2 separate regions of the Oryzias latipes genome follow, and region 2 is linked to region 1. The links are chromatin contacts, called in public Hi-C maps. All regions are on one chromosome and are shown on one strand. The core of a region is the stretch at or near the end of the contact, and the rest is flanking DNA. Distances in the headings are between cores, read along the strand shown. Region 1 has its middle 77 kb from the start of LOC111947533. Region 2 holds the start of LOC101171409 (neuronal cell adhesion molecule).

What was found. A called contact is a pair of places that touch in the nucleus more often than the background predicts.
Region 2: a contact with region 1 is called in a Hi-C map of gastrula embryo, with 1.9 times the contacts expected there. The contact joins the promoter of LOC101171409 here to the enhancer-like site in region 1. A contact is called at or near these places in 3 of 5 Hi-C or Micro-C datasets (embryo, fibroblasts and gastrula embryo).

Annotation. Positions count from the first base shown.
Region 1 is chr6:13,076,501-13,081,423 of ASM223467v1, forward strand. No RefSeq gene overlaps it. Among protein-coding and RNA genes, the nearest start is that of LOC111947533, 77 kb to the right of the region's middle. Within about 2 kb of position 2,506, at least 2 of the 8 cell types and tissues checked have an H3K27ac peak or open chromatin away from gene starts, as enhancers often do. A contact at or near this core is called in embryo and gastrula embryo, where this site is marked.
Region 2 is chr6:13,238,438-13,243,360 of ASM223467v1, forward strand. LOC101171409 (neuronal cell adhesion molecule) reads right to left here and starts at 2,827. Exons shown (of 31, transcript XM_020703869.2): 1 at 2,718-2,827.

The sequences.
Region 1 (4,923 bases), core at 1,256-3,755:
CACACTTTCTTCACAGGGCCTTTAAAAAAAAGCAGTTCTTTCTTCTTAAAGCTTTTTGAATGACTTAAAGACCAAATCTGATCATCTTTTGATCTATTTTTATAGTGTTCCCGGTTTTAATTATGATTATGTCATTTTTAGCCAAAATAAAAAAATAAAAAAAACAATGCAAGAATTTGTGTCAAAGTGTCCTTGGGCAAGACACTGAACCCCACCTTGCCTCTGGTAAAAGGTTGGTGCCAGTGTTCGGCAGCGGAGCCGCCATCAGTGTGAATATGTGTTCGAATGGGTGACTGGGTTTGTGACTGTAAAGCTTTTTGGGCCTTCAAGGATGGTAGAAAAGTGCTATACAAGTGTGCGCTATTTAGCATTTACCAATTAAATGAACAATTCAGGTTGCAGTCATTCATAGCTAGAATGTTGTACTGACAGGCTTCTGCTGAAAAACGTGGAATCTCAATTTTCTTTGTACGTTTCCTGAGTTTTCCCATAACGGAATGAACTTTAAAATGTGTAATTATCTTGTCTAGTTCCACAAAAAACGCCTCAGTTCAACAAGCTCTTTTGTCTTTTTTTGTCATCCAAAATTGCTCATGAAACTCTTATACTCCCATAAACTGCAACTCAAGTATTGGAAAATCAATTTGGAGAACAACTCTGACAAAAATCCTCAACAGCTATAAAAAAGGAGCATACGAAATGGACCAAAAATGATGCTGCGTGGCTGCCCAGTTCTGGCAGGAGACGGAACAGTTTTCCACATTCATCAAAATGAACCAGTTGTTCTCCCAGCATGCTGTTGGCAATCCGAGGTGCACCTTTAAGCTACCACAAATACTAATAAACCCATGCACCCTCTGCTGCAGCCCAAATACAACACGGGGTCCAGCCAGACGGATAATGGCACCAACATTTAAGCTTCCTTGTGAACTCCTAAGAAGAACTAATGTTAGAGTTGGCACACGCAACAGGAGATTTAGTAAATCCCTGCAACAACCAAGAGTCTGAAGTCATTTTAAAACATTTAAAGACACTTCTACATAGTTTTATGGATAAAGCTGTTAATAATTATTAAAAAAAAAACCAAAAAAACCAAAAAAAAAGATAGTTGCAATTCATTTTAAACATGCCACTTAAAGGAACTGCAGCAACTAATTTTGAGAATCTCAGAAGAACACATTTAGAACATGCTTGCTAATCATCTTCCTGTTGTTTTTGTGTGTGTGTGTGTGTGTGTGTGTGTGTGTGTGTGTGTTCCTGTGTTTGCAGACTTTTCTATTTTTCTTTAATTTAATTTTTCTTTTAGACAGTAATGAATCCTTTTTCCTTCGTTTGCATTGCTGAAAAGGTAATAAGACTGTGTTTTGATGAAACACAACACATTGTTCTGCCAATAACAACAATAATAAATACAGGCTTTTGTTGCCATCGAAACAAACCCTACAAACCTCCGTAAGAAAGTTTCTTGAGACTGTGGTCATCCTCACACTGTTAAGTTTCGGTACCAACAACTATTCAAAAATCTTGTTATTGGAAAAAACTAAAAACTATATTCGTTTTTATTCTAATAAAACATAAAATCGTTTTATTAACTAAATATTACTAAAAAAAACAATAAACACAAAAGCCAGCATGTATTGACAAAATATTTTTGTCCATTATTTAAATTTATAAAAAAGTTCACGTGACATGGATGTGGCGAATATTTCTGTACAGATTCAATTGCAAAGTTCAGCAAGAAAAAAAAGGATAAAGAGAAACAATAGAACAAGGAACCAACAAGCAGGTTTCAAAGTCTCAAAAAGATGCTGATCATAAGGAAAGTGACATTTTTTTTTTATCTTACCCGAAGATGCTCCTCATATGATTCTTTTTTCTTGCTTTGCATGCTATGTGGAGCCTTTCTCTTCTTAAATAAAGGAATGAGAAAAAAAAAAAGTGTTGAGTTTTCATCCTTTACAGTGATCAAGCGGCTGACGCATGCCATGAACCTCGTCTGAACCCTCACCTGGCAGAATCCAACAATCTGTGCAGCGATGCTGCTGGTGTGCAGCAGGTACTGGTGGAGTCTCCGCCGGTACCTGAGCGCAGCGATCTGCGTCTCGTTCTGCAGAGTGCTCACCTGAGATAAAAGAAACTGTTCCCGCCTGTTCCACCTGAGCTCCGCCATCCGGGCCTCATGCTCCAGGCTCGCGGCTCTCTCCTCCAGCCCGTCGGCGAAGGCGCGCAGCGCCTCCACGCAGCTGTGCTCCTTTTTCAGGCGCACAAGCCCGCATCCTTCTCGACAACGCTGGCCCCTATCTGGTTCTCCTTCTGACTCCATCAGGGAGGATTTTTATAGATTGCTTTTCCAATTTGTGTTTGGTTTGTTTTCAGTTAGTTCATGTGCGTAATGTGAGGAGGGAAGTTTCTTTTGCTGCAACAAGTTAGAACAAAGTAGTCTGAACGCATGAAGGCGCATGTGTGGACTGTGAGGTCTGCGGGCTCTGCGCAGCTGTGAAAGGTCTGAGCTGAGCTCGCCTCTGAAAGCACCACATCAGGAGCGACATCTCCCAGCTCAGAAAACCGCACCCTCCTCCTCTTAAAATCCAGGAGTTAAAATCAAAGACTGATTTGTGTTTTAATTTCATTTTTTACATTTCTACAGTTGGGGATTTAGTGTGCGTAATTTAGTTATTCTGAAAATGATCTTTAAAAATAAAAATAAAAAAAGACTATCCAATAGAGGGTGCTACAGCTCCCACAATCTGAGATGATTTCTTGGGGTAGAGGTTTGCAACAACATGGGGCTTCGGAGCTACAAGTGGCGCTGTAACCCCTCCATTGTGGCTCTCTGGTAAAGAAAAATAAAAAAAAAGGTTTGAATAAAAAAAACAAAAGCAAAAAAAAACTGTTTAGTGAAAATCAAGAAATCCAAATAGTAAAGTAAAAAAAGGTAAACTAAAGTAAACTGCATTCAACTCCTTCACTAACAGTTGAAAGACTGTAGGTATCAGAAGCGGAACTAAAAAAAATTGACACATTTTTGTCCACCATGTACCACGAAAAAAGAAAAGAAAAAGGAAGACACCAGATTATACTCCAATGTTTATTATTTTATTTTTTTACTATCATTAATTTTTTTTGGAACAAAGTCAATGACTATACTCTACTACTACATTTGCTGCATTGAGATGCTCCTATGAGATATAGGGTGTCTTATTTTGAAAGGAAATTGTGTAAACCTCTGTCGAAAGCTTCAAGTTTTAAAGCAATTTCTTATTATTTCTTTAATTTAGTTCTAGTACTAGTAATAACATAAATGCAAAGTACTGTCTTATTTTTCTACAGGGTGAAGTAAGACTCTGTGGCTCCTTTTGGGTTGTCGTCAGTGAGAAGGTTGGTGACCCAAATGGCTCTTTAAGTGTTGAAGGTTGCAGACCCCTGTCTTGGGGTATTAGACAGTGTTAGATTGTGAATTTAAAGGTTGATGTTCACTGTCTGTTTGGAACGTTTTACAGATTAGACATCATATCATGCGTGTTCAAAATTATCCACTGACAGAAGGATAAACTCCCACATTTTCCATAGCTTACACGATTGTAGGAAATACACGATGACCTGTGCACATGAACAAAGACCCTCACCCTCTCTTTTTGTTACAACTCTCATGATAATTGTCATCGAGAGTGGTTTTTTTCCACTTCAGGGCCTCTCCTCTGGTGAAACATGTCTCGAGGGGACGATGCTCCTTCGGTGAGCAGCAGTAACGCAATATCTCCATTGAGACCTTCAATTATAAAGCATTCCTGTCTGATTTCAGGCCAGCCTTTTTATGCCTGACGCTGCATGACATACTGCAGGACCCTCAAAGGCAGAGTCACATTTCAGGCCTCCATGCGAAAACAGAGTGGTTCTGGTCTGCTGCGTGCACAGATTCAAAGTATGTTTTGGGTTGTCTAAGCTTTTAAAGGAAAAAGTATAGATTTACAAAAGAGAACAACAATCTGGTGAGGTTCTGCACACCTGTTATGGTTACAGAGTTGATCTACATGGGTTGACTGCAGTTGTAGATGTGTTTTTTTGAAATTGTCTTAGATTAGGCATGTTGGGCTTGAAGTGTTTTAAGTTTGAGAATAAAAACAAACAATCTTTTGTGTTTTTAGGAGGAAAAAACGTTTCACTGTCAACATTGATCAAACTTATCGCACAAGCCACATGCTTGAACTGATAAAGCCTCTAAATTACAGCAAATAGAATTTTTTTCAATCTGTTTTTTTCATTCTTGGGAGTTGTTCTAAACTGCTAATCTAACTCTGAAGGGTTTGTGGTAATCTGCTCTAGCATGAGACATATTATCAGCTCACCTTTCACCTGCATAAAACCTGATAAGAAAATTCTAACAGCTGTTCTGTTGAGAAAGTACCAACCTCTTCTGCGGTGTAGAACAACTTGAAAGGCAGTCTTTGAGATAAAAACATGTGGAGTTCGTTAAGCTGGCAGGTTTGCAGAATATCAAAGCATCGCTGCTGTCAATCTTCTTGTCTTAAAAGTCCCACTCCGATCATCTGTTTTAAAAACGTTCTCAGTGGTCTTAAAACTATGATTATGATTATTTGTCTAAGTGGGATGCATCAGACTGTAGCAGAGCAGAGAGCATTTTTTTCTTTGCTTCTTCTTTACATTTCTTCTTTACATATGCAATATTAAGCTTAATTTCTTTTTTTCATGTCCTTCATATGCATTTGAAAAATGCCAAACATGTTTTAAATCACAAAAAAACACAATTTTCATTAGAGTGGGTCTACAAGACCCTGGTTTTGATCTGGGAGATGTTTAGGTCACATTGTGATGTGATAAATTAGTTAAATTTACTCAGTTACACTTATTTGAGTAACAAAAGAAGAGTTTTTCTGAGCATATTTTAATAAACCATAAGTTTTT
Region 2 (4,923 bases), core at 1,577-4,076, 160 kb after region 1:
TGCACTTGTAGCAAATAATATTTCTTGGGAAACACAATTTAAACCTAAAAAATAGCATAATTAATTGATTTGATATTCATTTCATCCGCAAATTACTATCAAATAAGTTCTATAATGCCATTTGACATGTGCATTATCAGAAATGAATGGACTGGGTGGAACCAACCGCTGTCCTTTGCGTCGAACAGTTGGTTCTGCAAAGTCAAAGTCTATTAATTTCTGATAATACACATCTTAAAGGGCATTATCCCTTCCATAAATTGTATCAACTTGCTAGTATTTAAAGCAGCTCTGCTCGAGAAGGTGGAATTTTTGCCCAAAAAAGTTCAAGTGTTTGGATGCTCCTTCCTGTGCATGTTTTTTTATCCAAAATTACAGCTGAAGGCCTCAAGGGAACAAAGGGACAAGAGGGAGTGGGTTCTGTCATGGCCTGCTAATAAGGTAATCATCATTTTCCAAAGTGAGAAAAACTTGTCGTAGACTAGCGAGTCCAGGCGACGTCAGTGAGCTTTGCTGCTATGTGTGTGTGGCTGTCCCACTGGGGACCAAACACCCAGGCTGCAGTGACACTAATGGATAGGCTGCTGCTATCAGCCCCCAGAGACTAAGACACATCACAGATGAATGGCACGGCCTTTCTTTTTTTTTACCACGGCTGCTGGATCTTCTGTGCGTGTCTCCATCAGCAGACGTTCTATCAGTCAGTCAGCAGGAGTGATGGTGAATTATTGAACTGTGTCTCTGCCATTTTTCATGACAAAACAAAATCTCACAGGCCTTCAAAAGAGGGTTAATTGTTGTTTTGATAAACCATAAAGAAAAGCTAAGGGGTTTTTTTTTTCAGCATGATATCCTCTTATGGTCTTGAATAATAGTTTTGAAGCTTTCTGAGTTTTGGATTTGAGGAGCTATGAGTTAATTATAGAAGCCCATGGGATGATGGCAATAGCCCCTACCAATGATATTGTTAACCTTAGATTTATAAGCATAAATATCTAGTTTGAAAAAAATACTTTAATAATTTAGGCAGTTTTAAAATTGACATGTAACTTTTCTTAGTGTTTGTCTCAATTTAAAGTAAGTCTCAAATAGAAAATCTTAAGAGTTCCGTTTTTTGGCACCATTACGGCTAAGTTTGAAGACCTGTGGGTTTTAGATTCATACTTGAACTTTAGTTTAATGGAACATTATAACTCTTGGTCAGATCATCAGTGAAAAGATCTCCAGTGTGGCTCCTCAAAAGATCTTGTCATCATCATCGTCACAAGAGAGTCAGAGCTGCTCTCTTGTCTGTGAGACACTTTGTTCCATCTGGCTGACGGCATTCACCCATCCACAGACGGCTGCTCGCACAAGGAGAGCTCATCACTTCTTCCCGAATAGTCTGCGTGCTTCTTCAGCCCACAGGGTGAAATCCCTGGCATTTTCCCCTCCGACACCCAAGCTTTTCCCACAGCCCCCGCAGGAGAGCGGCACACTCGTCACTGGTTTTGGGTCAACAGCGTGCCCCGAGACTGGTGCTTTCTCGACAACACCGGCCAACATGTGTCATAATCCCTTAGTTATGCAAATCCCCCACACATCCCACCCCGCCTTGTGCTGTTTGTGCCGATGGTGAGAGGAAAGATGGCAGCACAATGTAGGTCACTATCTTGTTCCAAAATCTCCACATTTCTTAAGAGAGCCTGATTTCTCCTCCAGTAGCTGCTGATGCCTGGCATCCAGGTCAAGGAAGGGGTGGACAGCGAACGCCACAATTTGCCACCAGTTTTTGCATTAAACCAAAAAATAAAAAAAACAAGGCATATGGTGGGACAGACATATTGTTATTGTCTTAAACAGATTAAAACACGGTGTGGTGAGAGTGAATAAACATTTCTAAAAAGAAAGTGTGTCAGCCTTTTCAGAGAGCAGACGAGCTGGAGACAATACAGCAGAGGTCATTAGCATTGTATTCATTTGCCCAACTGAACAGAGAGCGAAAGTGTGCACTCAAGGCATGTGTGTGTGTGATGAGCAGAGGAGGGTGAGCTGGGTGTTGTTGTAATGATGGTGAGATCCCCTCCTTGACTGAAGCTTTGATTGAGGGGCACACTGAAAAAAAGAGGAGGAGGAGGAGGTGGAAGGGGGGTAAGGCTTAGGATTGGATGATTTTTTTTTCTTCTTTTACCATGGATGGGTGATAAAAATGTCAGGAGATATAAGTGATGACACCTCATGGGGGGCAATTATTGCCAGACCGGAGCCTGGTCAAAGGAAGTCAAACCAAACAAGTGTGGGTTGGGATATGAGCATGGCAGGACTTATACATCCCAGCAGCAAATCAGCTTATATGACATGAGGGATTTTGTGCATTAAGACAGCATTTCATCAACATAGTAAAAACACAAAAAAGTCTTCTTTCTAGCTGACCTGTACAATTTGTTATCTGCTGAAATACGTGTTTTTTTAAATAAAGATCCAACACTAGTGTCTTTTCAGCATCCAACATCCTCCTGCGTTTCATCTCATTTGGCACAAAGTTTCCCCTCAGTAACACATAAGTGGAATGCAGTACAATAAAACCCGAGCGCGCTCTAATGCTGAGAAAGGAGCAGAGAAGATCGACATGCTCCAGCATCCAGCTCGGGTGGAGGAGGAGCTGCATCTGTTTGGACTTAACACCTGTCAGGACGCCGGTCCGCCCGCGACAGCAGCTGGGATTCGGTGCGTCTTACCTGCTGAAGTCTGGTCCTCAGCTCCGTGTTTACGTCCCGCTCGACAGCCTCACTCCTTGCACTTGCTTCCTCTGCCTCGCTCCTCTCTCCTCTCCTCTGCTCCCCTCACGCAGGCGGGGGCGCGCGGCTGCGCGCGCAATCCCACCGTGCGCGCTGCAGCGCCGCTGCTGATGAGCGGCGGCCTCCTCCAGGCACAGAAGCATCCTAACGAACTGTTTCACAAAAACAACATATTTCATGGGATTCAGGCAGATGGGCAACAGCTGGATAAGTTTGAGCTTTAAACGAACTAAAAGTTGCCCTTTGAAAGCTTTGCAATGTCATTTTTGTGGACTACAACAGCAGGGAGCAGCACTTTAATAATTGATATTTTTGGTGGATTTAGGGTCAGGAAATTAAATATAAGGTTTAATCTTAATTCTAGCGCCAAAACCCCAAAATCATAAACATTTCATTTTTTTATGTAACTCCTCCACGGTGGGCTAATGTCCAGCTGTTTTAGAACCATGTTTGTCACAGAATTGTTGCATAAATGCCAATAGATCAACAATTAAAAGAGGTGTTTATGTGGCTTTTGAAGTGCACTTGCTTTTTAGAGACAGAAATATTTAGAAACATTAATCCAACTGTCTACACTGCAAAAACAGGCCCCTTAGAAATAAGTTATTCTTACCCCATAGGCAGATTTTTCTTTAAAATCTATCTGCCAAAGGGGTAAGAAAATGGTCTTCCCAAGAAATCTTACTTTAAAGTACCATTTTGATTATTTTTCATCTAGTATGTACCATGTTTTTACTGTGTTTTACTATGTTTTAAGTTTTATCATTAATATTGGATTTTTCTTTTCAGCCCTCTGTGTTTTGGCTTGATTTTATGCTGTAATTTTGGAAAGCACTGTGATTCTTTCTGGGGAAAATGCTATAGAAAAAAACAAATAAAGATTTCCTTTTCTATTCTATATCGTTCCCAGTGGCTTTTTTTCAATTATTATAATCATGCTATTTTTAGCCTAAATCAAATGACCTGTGTTGTTTTCTTGGACATAGTCTCTGCAGAGCAGCAGTAGTTCATAAGAAATTCACCTGAGTTGAGGGCAGAGCTGAGTAAGCCCGTCCCCATTTCCCATCATCCATTTGTTTTCATGTCTTCCACTTATTGGTGAGCAATATTTCAGATATCCAGCCGTACAGTTTGAGCCTGGTTCCAGCTCAAACAGGGAAACGAAAGCATCAGAATGGAGAGGAGCGGGAAGCTTGTGGCTCGCCACAGTAGCTTCTATGTCACACCTACAAGCTTTTTCCAGCTGCATTATTTCATCTGCTCCTGATTCACAACAAACCAACAATTCTCAGACACAACCTTTAAGGCTTGTTTTTTTCTCATAAATGTCCTCCATTACAAGAAAATTTTCACAATAACATGTTAAAAACATTAAATCGCGGTTGGGTTCATGTACTTTGTGGAAAATATGTAGGAGGATGGTGCATAGTTATAAACAACACAAAAAATACAATTTTAAAGGGTTCAAGTCTTTCAACATGACACTTGTTTAAAGTATTTTAGTCCCCTCCATCATCTTTTTAATCCTTTTGAAAAGTAAGAAACAATACCACTAGTTCCTTCAAAATCAAAGCTTTTCTCGAAAGGACCTGAAGCTCCTCACCTGAATGTGCCTCACTGGGGAATGCCTCTCATTTTATCGCCTCCAGTTAAAACTAAATGTCTTCAAACTCATTTTAATATTCCTATAATTTCCCCATGGATTAAATCTGTCAAATACTCGGAAGGAATTATTCTTTATGGGTTCAAGGGCACAACACTTTAGAATATGGCACTTAAATTGCAAAACCCTATTAGAGAGGAAGCGGGAAGTCGTCTGCTATCGGGATCCAAAAGCATCATGCTCTGTAAAGTGAAGAGATCGAGTCACACCTGAGCTCTTTTTCTGTTATTTATTCACCAGTCTTCATGTTATGCCAACCACATTAACAAGACAACCACAAATTGACCTTGCCCTTGTCATAAGCTCTTTGTACATTCCCCCCATATCATCCGCTTCCCTAAAACTAATTAAGTGCAAATGAGTTGGGTTAATTTCCCTCAGAAGCTGATTGAAAAATGGAACTGAGGAGCACGCCCCCAGAGGAAGAAGAGATGAAAGCTAAGGTGGGAAAATAGCAGCAAACCAGATGACAGAGCTACTGAC